3 separate regions of the Mus musculus genome follow, and regions 2 and 3 are each linked to region 1. The links are chromatin contacts, called in public Hi-C and HiChIP or PLAC-seq maps. All regions are on one chromosome and are shown on one strand. Each heading gives the region's core, a stretch centred on a gene start, on an enhancer-like site or on the middle of the called end of the contact. The rest is flanking DNA. Distances are from core to core; before and after follow the strand shown. Region 1 has its middle 190 kb from the start of Gm31401. Region 2 has its middle 4.2 kb from the start of Gm31135. Region 3 has its middle 28 kb from the start of Gm31401.

Evidence for each region. Hi-C and Micro-C count contacts between places; a contact is called where the count stands out from the background. HiChIP or PLAC-seq counts read pairs in DNA pulled down with a chosen protein or histone mark.
Region 2: a FOXA1 HiChIP or PLAC-seq map of pancreatic cancer cells shows a contact between it and region 1. The contact joins two enhancer-like sites. A contact is called at or near these places in 1 of 15 datasets of contacts at CTCF or cohesin (the NIH/3T3 cell line), 2 of 484 Hi-C or Micro-C datasets (both in cerebellar granule neurons) and 1 of 115 datasets of contacts at active chromatin or transcription factors (pancreatic cancer cells).
Region 3: a Hi-C map of pancreatic cancer cells shows a contact between it and region 1, with 4 times the contacts expected there. The contact joins two enhancer-like sites. A contact is called at or near these places in 5 of 484 Hi-C or Micro-C datasets (the G1E-ER4 cell line, adipose-derived mesenchymal stem cells, cortical neurons and 2 more).

The regions. Positions count from the first base shown.
Region 1 is chr8:8,272,598-8,275,954 of GRCm38.p6, forward strand. No RefSeq gene overlaps it. Among named protein-coding and RNA genes, the nearest start is that of Gm31401, 190 kb to the left of the region's middle. Within about 2 kb of position 1,839, at least 52 of the 459 cell types and tissues checked have an H3K27ac peak or open chromatin away from gene starts, as enhancers often do. A contact at or near this core is called in the NIH/3T3 cell line and pancreatic cancer cells, where this site is marked.
Region 2 is chr8:8,487,239-8,490,689 of GRCm38.p6, forward strand. No RefSeq gene overlaps it. Among named protein-coding and RNA genes, the nearest start is that of Gm31135, 4.2 kb to the left of the region's middle. RefSeq lists an enhancer at 816-3,451. Within about 2 kb of position 1,438, at least 143 of the 459 cell types and tissues checked have an H3K27ac peak or open chromatin away from gene starts, as enhancers often do. A contact at or near this core is called in the NIH/3T3 cell line and pancreatic cancer cells, where this site is marked.
Region 3 is chr8:8,052,299-8,056,084 of GRCm38.p6, forward strand. No RefSeq gene overlaps it. Among named protein-coding and RNA genes, the nearest start is that of Gm31401, 28 kb to the right of the region's middle. Within about 2 kb of position 2,178, at least 13 of the 459 cell types and tissues checked have an H3K27ac peak or open chromatin away from gene starts, as enhancers often do. A contact at or near this core is called in pancreatic cancer cells, where this site is marked.

The DNA of each region.
Region 1 (3,357 bases), core at 589-3,088:
CCCCTATCTCTCCAGCTCTGGTATCTGGAATGAATTCTGCCTCTTTCCTAAGCTAGTTCCACACAGTACCTTCAGTTTTCTTCAGCCAGTATCCTATGTTCTTGTCATCTACCTAGCTATATAAAGCAGGAATAAAGAGGCAAGACTATCACTATGTCTATAGTATCTTCACAATAGAAAAACTCTTATACCTATTCATTTAGCTGTAGATGCCAGAAATGGTTTTACCCTCAGTGTCAACCAAAGCTCTTTTAAGACTTCCATGCAGGAAATCTGATCTTGATACATGTTGCTAGACTCTGCCACTGTCTAGACCCATGATGTCAACCCTCTCACTCTGGAATCTTTTATGCTGGGATGACTATCATTATATGGGGGCTGGTATGAAGTCGTGCTACCAATTGAAGATGCAACATGGCCCTTTGGACCACACCTTCTGTAGCCTCTGTGCATTCATTTTTAAAATTGAACTATTAACCTCCATCTTTTGTTTTTATGTGTTTCATCCCCTGATTTATCCATCTACTCTCATGTACTCCTAGACTTGTATAACCCTTGATATAAGTGTGCTGTTTTTAGGTTTTTTGAAGGTCATCTATAAAAACACGTGCCAGCCTCTGGCTTCCAGTGTAGGTCATGTCAGGAAAGAAATACAGTTTCCAGGAGCAGATGAAGCCCCAGAGACAATCAACTGACTATTCTGTGTGAACAAGCAGGGAGACAATAGACACTGAAGAATGAAACAAACAAATCTTCCTGCCACAATCATCTTCCTTTTTCTGAAAGGCAATCACCAGGTTGGTACCATTTCTTTCCAGGGGGTGTGATCTCTTCTTTTTGCTGGATTGGTCCTTGAGCTTATAGATCAATAACAATATGTTCCTTTTTCCTGGCCCAACCTTCCAACACAGACATGCAGATCCCTTGCAGCAGGCATCACCCTTTTACAAGTTGTATAATTCTATAGATCAGCTCTCAACAGATGTAACACTTCTGCCCTGAACACCGGAAAGGATGGAGCTCTAAACAAAAGTGTGCTATAGCCTGAATCCTCAGGTAAGCCTACATTTCCTGTTCCTTGGCAAGAATTAATATCTGGTAAGTTGCAAGCCCTCAGAGTAGTCTCTACTTTTGTTTGTACAAACCAAGAAATAATTATGAGGGGTCTCATGTCTAAGTGGTAACTGGCTGTCACAGAGCAGGAACACAGACAAGACTACCACATTACCTAAAGGGGTGTTGCATTAGCTACTGTCCCATCACTGTGACCACAATGCTGATAGAAACAATATGAAAGAATAATAGTTTGCCTTGGTTAAAACAGCTCATCATAGAGAGGGAAGGGAGGGTATAACCTGCAAAGGCACGCCCTGTGACCACATCTACCAGCTATGTCCTACCTCCAGATGGCTTCACAGCCTTCAAAAATAACCCTATGTGGTGGGTAGCCAGCATCTGAAGAATGACTCTTGGAAGCACATTTCAGGTTCAAATCATCTAAAGGACAAAAGAGTTTCTGAAAGTAGAGCTCGCCAACATTGACATGCAAACTCATCATATTAAAACCATCCTTTGCCTTCAAGGAATACAACACCTCCACTGTATGAAAGACCTCCAGAGGAGATATCACTGTCTCCATCAAGACGGGTTTCAGTATTTAACATTCCTTACCATTAGCCAGCTTTTAAATCTAACTGAAATCCTGCTTCCTGCTGTTCAAGTTGGGAAATATCCTTCTCTGAAGGAATTTAAAATTAGAAAGTTACTCATCAGGCCAGGTATCAGTGCCAGCAATTATCTACATACGGAAATATTTGAGGTCTGGCACTTTCAAAAGCTTGATCCCATTATTCACACATTCTGCAGCCAGAGACCAAGACACAAGATATTCTTGTGACCTACTTGGGAAGCCATCTGGCTCTCAGATCCAACTGTGAGATTTTTTGATCCAGCCTTCACACCAGTGGTAGCACTGCCAGCAGGACTCAGAGGGACAGCGTCTGTTTCCAGTATAGTTTATGTCTGCCATGACTCTGTGAGCCCCTCAGTATGGCAGTAAGATGAAACGGATATAGGCAGACTCCTAAAGTGCATCAAAGTATTGGCCTAGATGCCTGGATACCTAGATGGTGATTGCCAACATTTGCCAGAATTTCTCCAGCCTGAGGAAACCTTTAACATCACAGGCCATCTTAGCTTTCTGTTCATCTAAATGACCCTTGCGAAGACTGTCATTCTGTCTACCTTAAAAACCCATGGTAAAAATCAGATTTGCTTTAAAGGTGTCTATTTTTCTTGATGAGAATCTCCTTATAAGGTGTTCTCCCCATTCCAAAAGGCCTACTATTTTCAAGCCTGAAAGGCAGTGTTGCTCAACAGTCATATAGCTGAATTGATAACACTTTCATAATGTCTGGTTCCACACCCTGAATGACAAGACAGTTCTGTATAAATCCTTTTAAAGGGGAATCTTCACAGACTTCCATGCAGCCCTGCAAAGCAGCAAATTTGACAAATCCTTTCAGAAGGTGCTACATACCATCAACATGTGAATCATCTTTAAATCATTTCCTTAACAATAGCTGCATTTTGAATGGTACAAATTACTTGGCTGGAGGAGACTCGGAGGGTGCCAGCACTCTGATAAACTCACCACTCAGATGAAGTCAGCACACTGTCACTTCCTATATGCTCAGTGGGGGAGAGAGGCCAGGCCTCAAATGCTCACACATATCTCTTATGAAAAATCACAAGTCTAAATTGACAGGACTGCTTAGGAAGCAAACTTTCCCACTGCAAAGGGAGCTGTGTGTTTCCTCAGAGAAGCTGAAACACTCACCCCTACACTTCAGTGTTCCTCATATACATCTTCATCTTCATCATCACCACCACTACCACCACCATCATCATCTAGCAACAGTGATCCCCATCTTCCCCATGAAGGGCCAAGAATGTCCAGCTCCATAGACCTCCCCCCAACCACATATATAGTGACAGTAAAGATTTTGACATGAGATAAACACGCCCAAATCATCCACTTGGATACCAATAAATCCCAAACATCCTCATAAGAAAGAAGAAGGTCAAAGCAGAGGTTTGACAAGGTTGCAGTGATGAGGCTGATGAAAAGAAGAACCCATGAGCCAAAGGACATAGCCTGTGAGTCAGAGCATCAGGAAAATGACTGGTCCTGAGAGCTTCCAGACCATGCACAATCCCACTGACACCTGGATCAATCCCATGAGTACCCTGACATCCAAACCTGGAAGACATCTTTTTGGAAAATGTTTATGGAGATACAATTCACATACCACTCCATTCACCCATTAAAGACACCAATCTAATATTTTTGCTTTA
Region 2 (3,451 bases), core at 188-2,687, 210 kb after region 1:
ACCAAATTTTTGGAAGCAGACAGGAAATGCTAATTTTAAAAGCTATTTATTAACATAAACTTTAATCCCAACACTTGGGAGGAGAGGCAGGTGGATCTCTGAGTTCCAGGCTAGCCTGGTCTACAGAGTGAGTTAGTTCCAAGATAGCCAGGGCAATACAGAGAAAAACTCTTGACTTGAAAATGGATCGTCTATTTTAAATAACAGGGGGACTTTTGACCTGTAATGCTGTTTTTGTCAGCTCATTGAATAATTCCTGATTGATTATCCTTTTTTTTTTTTTTTTAATTCCCTGAAGGAGTACTGCTTCCCCCAAGTAGCTGAGACTGGTTTAATAAACACTTGCAGTGTGAATGTGGGTGAGCTTTTCTATTGATGCTTTAACTTCACTTCAGGTTAATCAGCCCACGTCACTAGCGCAAACATACTTGAAACACTAAAATGAGAATGGACCTGACAGGCCCGTGACGTGTACACAATGATTTTACAATTGCTACTTAAAACTAAGTTCCTTTGGTCAGGGTCATACTTTAGATATGTTACCTATATTGTTAGGTTCCACAAAAGAACACAGGGCTCATAGCAACAGGGGCAGAATAAATGTCTCCATGAGATTCCAAGGGCATTAGTCACTTGATAGCTTGTGTGGTGCACAACAAAGCCGGGGCCAGCTAAGTCCTTTCGGATACACAGAAGGAAGGGCTCAGACAAAAGGCTGAGGCTGCCGCCTGATATCCAAGAGCAAATGACAACTCTTAAAACTCTCCCTGCTCTGAACTGCTCAAGAAAATATGAAAGTAATTTTCAAAGAGCATGGCTTGACGCTTCTCTCCTAAAAGAAAATCCTCCCCAGAGTCTCTGATTAAAGAAGGGCGTAATCACTCTTTCTGATTCACTCTGATTTCACCTCAAAGGGGACCCGAGGTTTCTTTATACCAAGTTGACTCTTACTTCAAACCAAAGGCAGAAGAGAGGGAAAAAAAAGTCAAGTCAGTTTGAGCAGCCTCTCCCAAAAAGCTCAGAACGTCAGGTTATTTATAGGTGTTAAACTGAACCTTTAAACACAGAAATTGCCAGCCTCTATCTGACGCAGCGTGTAAGACAAGGACACAGGTCTTGTGCAACTCTGAGGTGGGTTAAATAACTCAGACACAAAATTTATGTGCCTCGTGCCATCACGGCTTCTGACCCAATGCTGTATAGTCTGTAGTGAACGTGAGTGGCGCGCACATGTGTGTGTGTGTGTGTGTGTGTGTGTGTGTGTGTGTGTGAATGAATGTGTGATATGTTGTATGTAAAGAGTCCAAGGCAAGAATCAGTATCCTGTCCTGCCCATAGATGCACAAGCACCCAGCATCCAGAGGGTAAGGTAGTGTGTTCCTTGATGAGCGCTCTGGGAACAAGCCCAGCCTGGAAAGGGTTGAGAGCATAGGGCTGCCAGGCCAGCTCACACTCCCGAGCCAGTGAGCCTGTCCAACTAATCGGCCGGGTTTGTTTGCACAGCTTTGCTGGAGCGTTTGCAGGGATGCACCCCCAGCTCCCCGCAGAGCCTGAGAGAGAGTGGCCAGCCAAGATACCAGCGGGACCAGGATTCACCTGCATGCCCAGATACGGGCAGAAAAAACATAGCACAGTTTGTCCAAACAGCCCTGGGCGCTGCAGGATGGCTGTCCCCGAGGTCTTCCCCCAGCTTTGCTGCCAGGGGACACCAGCCAGGTTTATCTAAGGGCTGAGATACACTCTTTGAAATTCGCAGTCAGGCAGGCCTGCTGTGACCCAGGGAGGGACTTCTAGAGCTCCCCCGGGGAGCCAAGCTCTACCTGGAAACGCTTGGCAGACACATTCAATGAGGTTCCCACAGCCCACAGCCTTAGTCAGCACCTGGTCGGTGGAGTGACTCAGAAATTGGGAGCGAGGAGGGGCTTCAGGTTTTCTGAACCCACTGTCACGTACGTCACGTGATTAACCAAAGCATGAGCCTGCTCAGAACCACAGGCAGGAGCCATCTGCCTTTGTCTTGCCTTTGTTATCTTACAGAACCAGCACGGGGAGGAACAGCCTTTGACTTTCCAGATTCCCCCACCACCATCACCAACCCCCACCTCCAGCAGCAGGCTGGGTGATAACGTTTTTGATTAAGCTCTTGCACACATCAGCAAAGCCTAATTATGAAAGATCTAATAATATATCGCCGTGTTTCTCTGACAACCACGGGCGTCTCCTCTCAGCATCCTCCGAGCTATTGGAAAGGGGAGCAGACACTGACACCTCGCACTAACTGCACAGGGAGAGGGCCAGGCCTAGAACCTTCTGCACAGGACGATTGGGGTCTTTCTGCAACACCCATCTCCTGCAAGGGCAAACTTGGCTATACACAAAAAGGGATTTGTTTGATTTTGTTTTTTAAGTCGGGGGTGTGGGGTGGGGAATTAAGCGTTGTTTGGCAATTAAAATAAGTGGAATGAAGAATCATCTCATTAGCATTCCTCCAGTGGCAAAGGATGTTCAAACCTTGCGACCCTGGCGGTAAGATGCCTCACACTGCCGCTGCTTTATGTATAGCTAAAAATACATTCGGTGACACTTTAACCGGCAAGAGAAAGCACTCCGTTTCTCTATACATATGGAAATAAGCTCTCTCCGGAGACACCTGGAACAATGGCGGCAAAATCTATATCAAAAGAGACGCAGCCTCTGCACAGCTTTCCTTTGTGCCCAGAATGCTTGTGGCAGCCCTGAGTTCATGGATTTCTACCGTGGTGCAATTTAAAACAAATGATGCTTGCTTACCTCCAACCCCCACCTCCCTGCAGGCAGCTTGCCTGCGTGTGCAGGCAGTATACCAGGGGGTCCTTCACAGAGGAATTTGCCACATACACTTGACACTTGATCAAAGCAGGGGCATTTGTCTCCCTGAAACAAAACTGCAAACACCAAAGGCCCTGGCCCCATGATGCTCCTGGGTCTTCCTGCACAGCCTTTGTGACCACGGTTCAATTTTGTCCTCTGACAATCCTTCAAATTACACTTTCCAGGAAAAGAAAATAAAAAATCATGAGTTTTTTTTTTTTTCTGCAGAATTATGAGGGCATCCAGGAGACTAGTCTCATCTACTAAGTTCCAGGACAGTGGCAAAGAGGAGACTCTAGCCTCCCTAGACCTCTGGCTTGTAAGAGAATCCCTACCCGCTTGTCTCCTGTCTCCAATACCACCGGCCTGGTGACTTCTGGGTCCTGAAAACAACAGATTTGGCTACAGCTGGAGGACGTTTTCCCACTCTGGTGTCCAGCTGTGGACGTCATTCTGTGACCACGTAGCCAGGCTCTCTTTCATTTTATGAAGGTCGTGTGTCTTTTCATTTCCTCCCCTGATTCCCAGTCCTGAGGCTGGCTGCGTGGGCTGGTGGCAAAGGCCTTGCCTAGCAAGAACAAGGCCTGGCTTCCATCCTCAA
Region 3 (3,786 bases), core at 928-3,427, 220 kb before region 1:
AGGGTCACAGAGGGAGGAAGCCAGAGTTTTGAGTAGTTTCTGAAAACACATCTCCGCCAAAATATATGAGCAAGGGCTTAGGACTTTTATTAACATCCATATAGTGAACACCTAGTAAGGACTTCCCGTCATAGCACTAGGCTTCCATCAGAAAGACAAGTAGGGTGCTATCCTTGATGTCATAAGGGAGACCCACCATCAAGTAGCCTCTTTCCAGGGAGGGGTAGGGCATCTGTAAGATGTGCCTCCTTTTAGGAGTGGATGGTAATTCCAGATTATAGTAAAACATATCTTACCAAATTCCCACATATCAGTTGATGCTCTGTATCCAATACCTTTGTCATACTTCAAGATCTTCAGTTTCCCTTCAGTGAACAATTACATACTCCTAGACATAGCCTGAGTTCTCTGGTGACAGGTCTGTTTCCAGAAGGCATGCTACTCACAGAGTTGGTACTTGGCCACACAAAGAGACAATCAAGTTCTCTTGGTAGTAAGAACACTTCTATTTCCTCAGAAAGAAGAGCCAATTCTCCATGAGTGCCATGAGCATCCCTGATGGAACCACCTCTTTCTATCAGCATTGTTCCTCCAGGAACAGCTAGTCTGTCCAGGAAGCAATCAGATGTAGTTGGAAATAATGAACATCTCAGGGAACAATTTTCACAGAGACCAGACAACTGAATCATTGCAAATCTCATCAGGCTGTCTCTATAGAAGTTTTATAAACTAAGGTTTCTAACTCTGAATGATGTGTCAGACTCAGAAGCAGTAGTTTAGCTCCCAGGTATAGCCAGCCCTCAACCACAAAAAGGGGATGTGAATAGTGTGAGGAGGATGGTTCTGTGCAGCCTGAAACGTGTTAAAGTTCAGAGAGAAAACTCTGTCCTTCTTCCATGATGGCCCTGCTCCCCATGAGAGGCTCAAAGAGACTGAACCACCAACCAGGGAGGCTGCATGGGCCTTGAATTCAGCCCTCCCTAGAGTTGTGTAGCTTGGTCTACTTCTAACAGTGGGAGCAGGGGCTGTCGCTATCTCTGCTGCATGTGTCTGGACTGCCTTCCTCCTTCTAGGTTGCAGTGTCTAGCTTTAATAGGCAAAGAGGTGCCTAGTCTTACTGCTGAGTGCTACCCGTCCAGGATGGTCCTTTTCTGAAGAGACACAGAAGAGGAGTTGAAGAGAAATGGATAGGGTTTAGGGAAAGAGACTGGGAGGAAAGGGGGAAGAGGAACTGCACTCAGGATGTAAAATTCAGATATTAAAGTTTTAAAACATACTGAGAAAGGAGGACTGATCCAAAGTGCCCTGAAACCTTCACAGCCGTCTAACATCAAGGCAGGCAACAAGTGACTGCCACACAAAAAAAAGGCTTCTCTCGGTATTGGAGCCATTATTATAACTCTGAGAAATTCTCTGTCTTTCTGAGTGAAGGTAAGGAATTATCAACAAAAATATCCAGTCTCCAAAATTAACTTTCTGTGCTTTTATTTTTGGAATTTTTGTGAACTCTAATCATGTTTATGGCCATTTTTCTTAAAGTAGATTGAAAATATATGTAAAATATATATTGCAATAAAAATACTGCAATTAATAACTTAAAAGATATTTTATATATGTATATATGTATATATATATATATATATATATATATATATATATATATATACATCATTACTACAGTAGCATCAGGAACAAATATACACCCATATATATCAAAAATACAATTCTAGGAATTGAAAAGTTATAACTTTTCATTACATACTGGTTTCAGCCTTGTATCAACAAAAAAGCTCAGTGAACTTAGAGAGTGTGTAAAATTCTTGATTTTTATTATTTATGAAAGCAAAGATTAGGATCATCTCTAAAGTATATTAAGAATCAGACAAATGAGATTGCTGGTCTAGCACACTACATCAGATAAACTCTAACTTGATCCAGAATGAAGAAATGTCTCATTTTAAGGGAAGATTGCAGTGAATCAAGAACTTGAATAATATGGGTGATAGGCTCAACCACCCCAAGTCTGCAAATTTTTCTGATGAAAAGAGTTCTATTGCCAAGAGGATATGATGAATGACTTACTGACACTGTAATCACAAACTGACTCACCTAAGGCCGAGAGTAAGAAGGATAGAGAGAAACATGGTGTCCTGGGTGGAAACAAGGCAGTCCCTTTCCTAATAAAATTAATGATTAACTGTGCATACAAAGGAATTGCTCTGAGCTATTATTTGCTTTCCTGATAGAGAACTTGGGGGCAGATTTTATCTAAGCTTATGACTTACATTTAAACAATAATAAAAAATGTGTATTCTTCTTGGTAATTGATATAAAAACACAAGAATGTAAATGAAACTTAATAACAGCGCCTTTGTACTCTGTTCTGCTATCCATCATACTCAGTGCCCAATGACCTTTCAATCACTCATGGCCTCAAAATTGCCAGGAATGTTGAGAAATGCAGAGTACCTCCTAGAATGGTAACCAGGAAGAAAACACCATCTGCTAAAAAGTTGCTAGCCGACACAGAAGGAAAAAACGCCTAGTGGAAATGAATAAAAAGTCAACATTGGAAACATTCTCCACTTATATATTTATGCATCTATTCATCAATCAAGGCAATCAATAGGCATAAAATACTGGAAGTTAATTAGATGAAACAGGTATTTGTATTAGCCAGTCATCTGTGAACATGAACTTGGTTCAGCCAAATTTCTGTGTGATGATAATGATTATTTAATATTATTTGGGGGATTTTAAAAGGAATAGAAGATTCAATTATGGAAACAGTCAAATTAAAAATCCATAAGATAATTATGAATGAAAAAACATAAGTCACTGTTTTGAGAGGGGAAAAGATAAGTTCAACATTAATTTTGCTTTAGACATTGGAAAGCATTGCTATGAATAATTACGAAAGGACGTCTGGTGCTGGGTTTGAAATCACAGGGAAATGGGAATAGAATATGAAGTTAACATTAGGTGATGTTGGCCTTAGGTTAAGATAGTTCTGGACAGTGTGTAAAACAAGAATTTTCAACTGTAAAATATTAATCCTGTGATTCCCCACCACAAAGACACAACACAACTCCCTTCTAACTTTTTTATATGCTAATTCACTTCCAAGAGACATGAATTCTTCATCTCTATTGCTAAGTCTCTCCCAACACTTGACATAGGCAGAGGGAGGTTTTCATGGGCTGCCAAAGGAAGGAATACATCATGGACCAATGGCAAAGATATTAACTACTGCACAGATAGAATTATATACTAAACAGGAATACCCTGGACTGTAATGATGAGGAATTCTGTGGGTCTAGTGGAACAGCAGAAATCAGAAACAAAAAAAAAATCTCCCAGGGGTGTGGAGGCACATTAAGTGAAACTGAGGATGGGGGCATAAGAGAATAGCAAGCATTTGAATTCTCTAAGATTTGTGGAGAGAAGATGAACTGAACCTAAGGAAGCATTGGGGCTCTCAAAGTAGTTCCAAAATTCTTCTATAGTAATAGGTTTTGAGTGTGTGTGTGTGTGTGTGTGTGTGTGTTATGTATACACATGACACATAAAAAGAACTAACATGCAAAAACCTATAATGAGGTAACAATGTCCCTTCTAGATAGCACATACTGATACAAATACCAATGCTAGGAACTGGTTATTTATTTAGAGTTGTGGCCACTTTCACCTCGGATTTCTTATTGGTCTATGAAATCACACATACTTCCCCCCACAAACATTCAGGCAACAGGCATTTCTCTTGGTTCCCCTCCAGGACTTAACTCT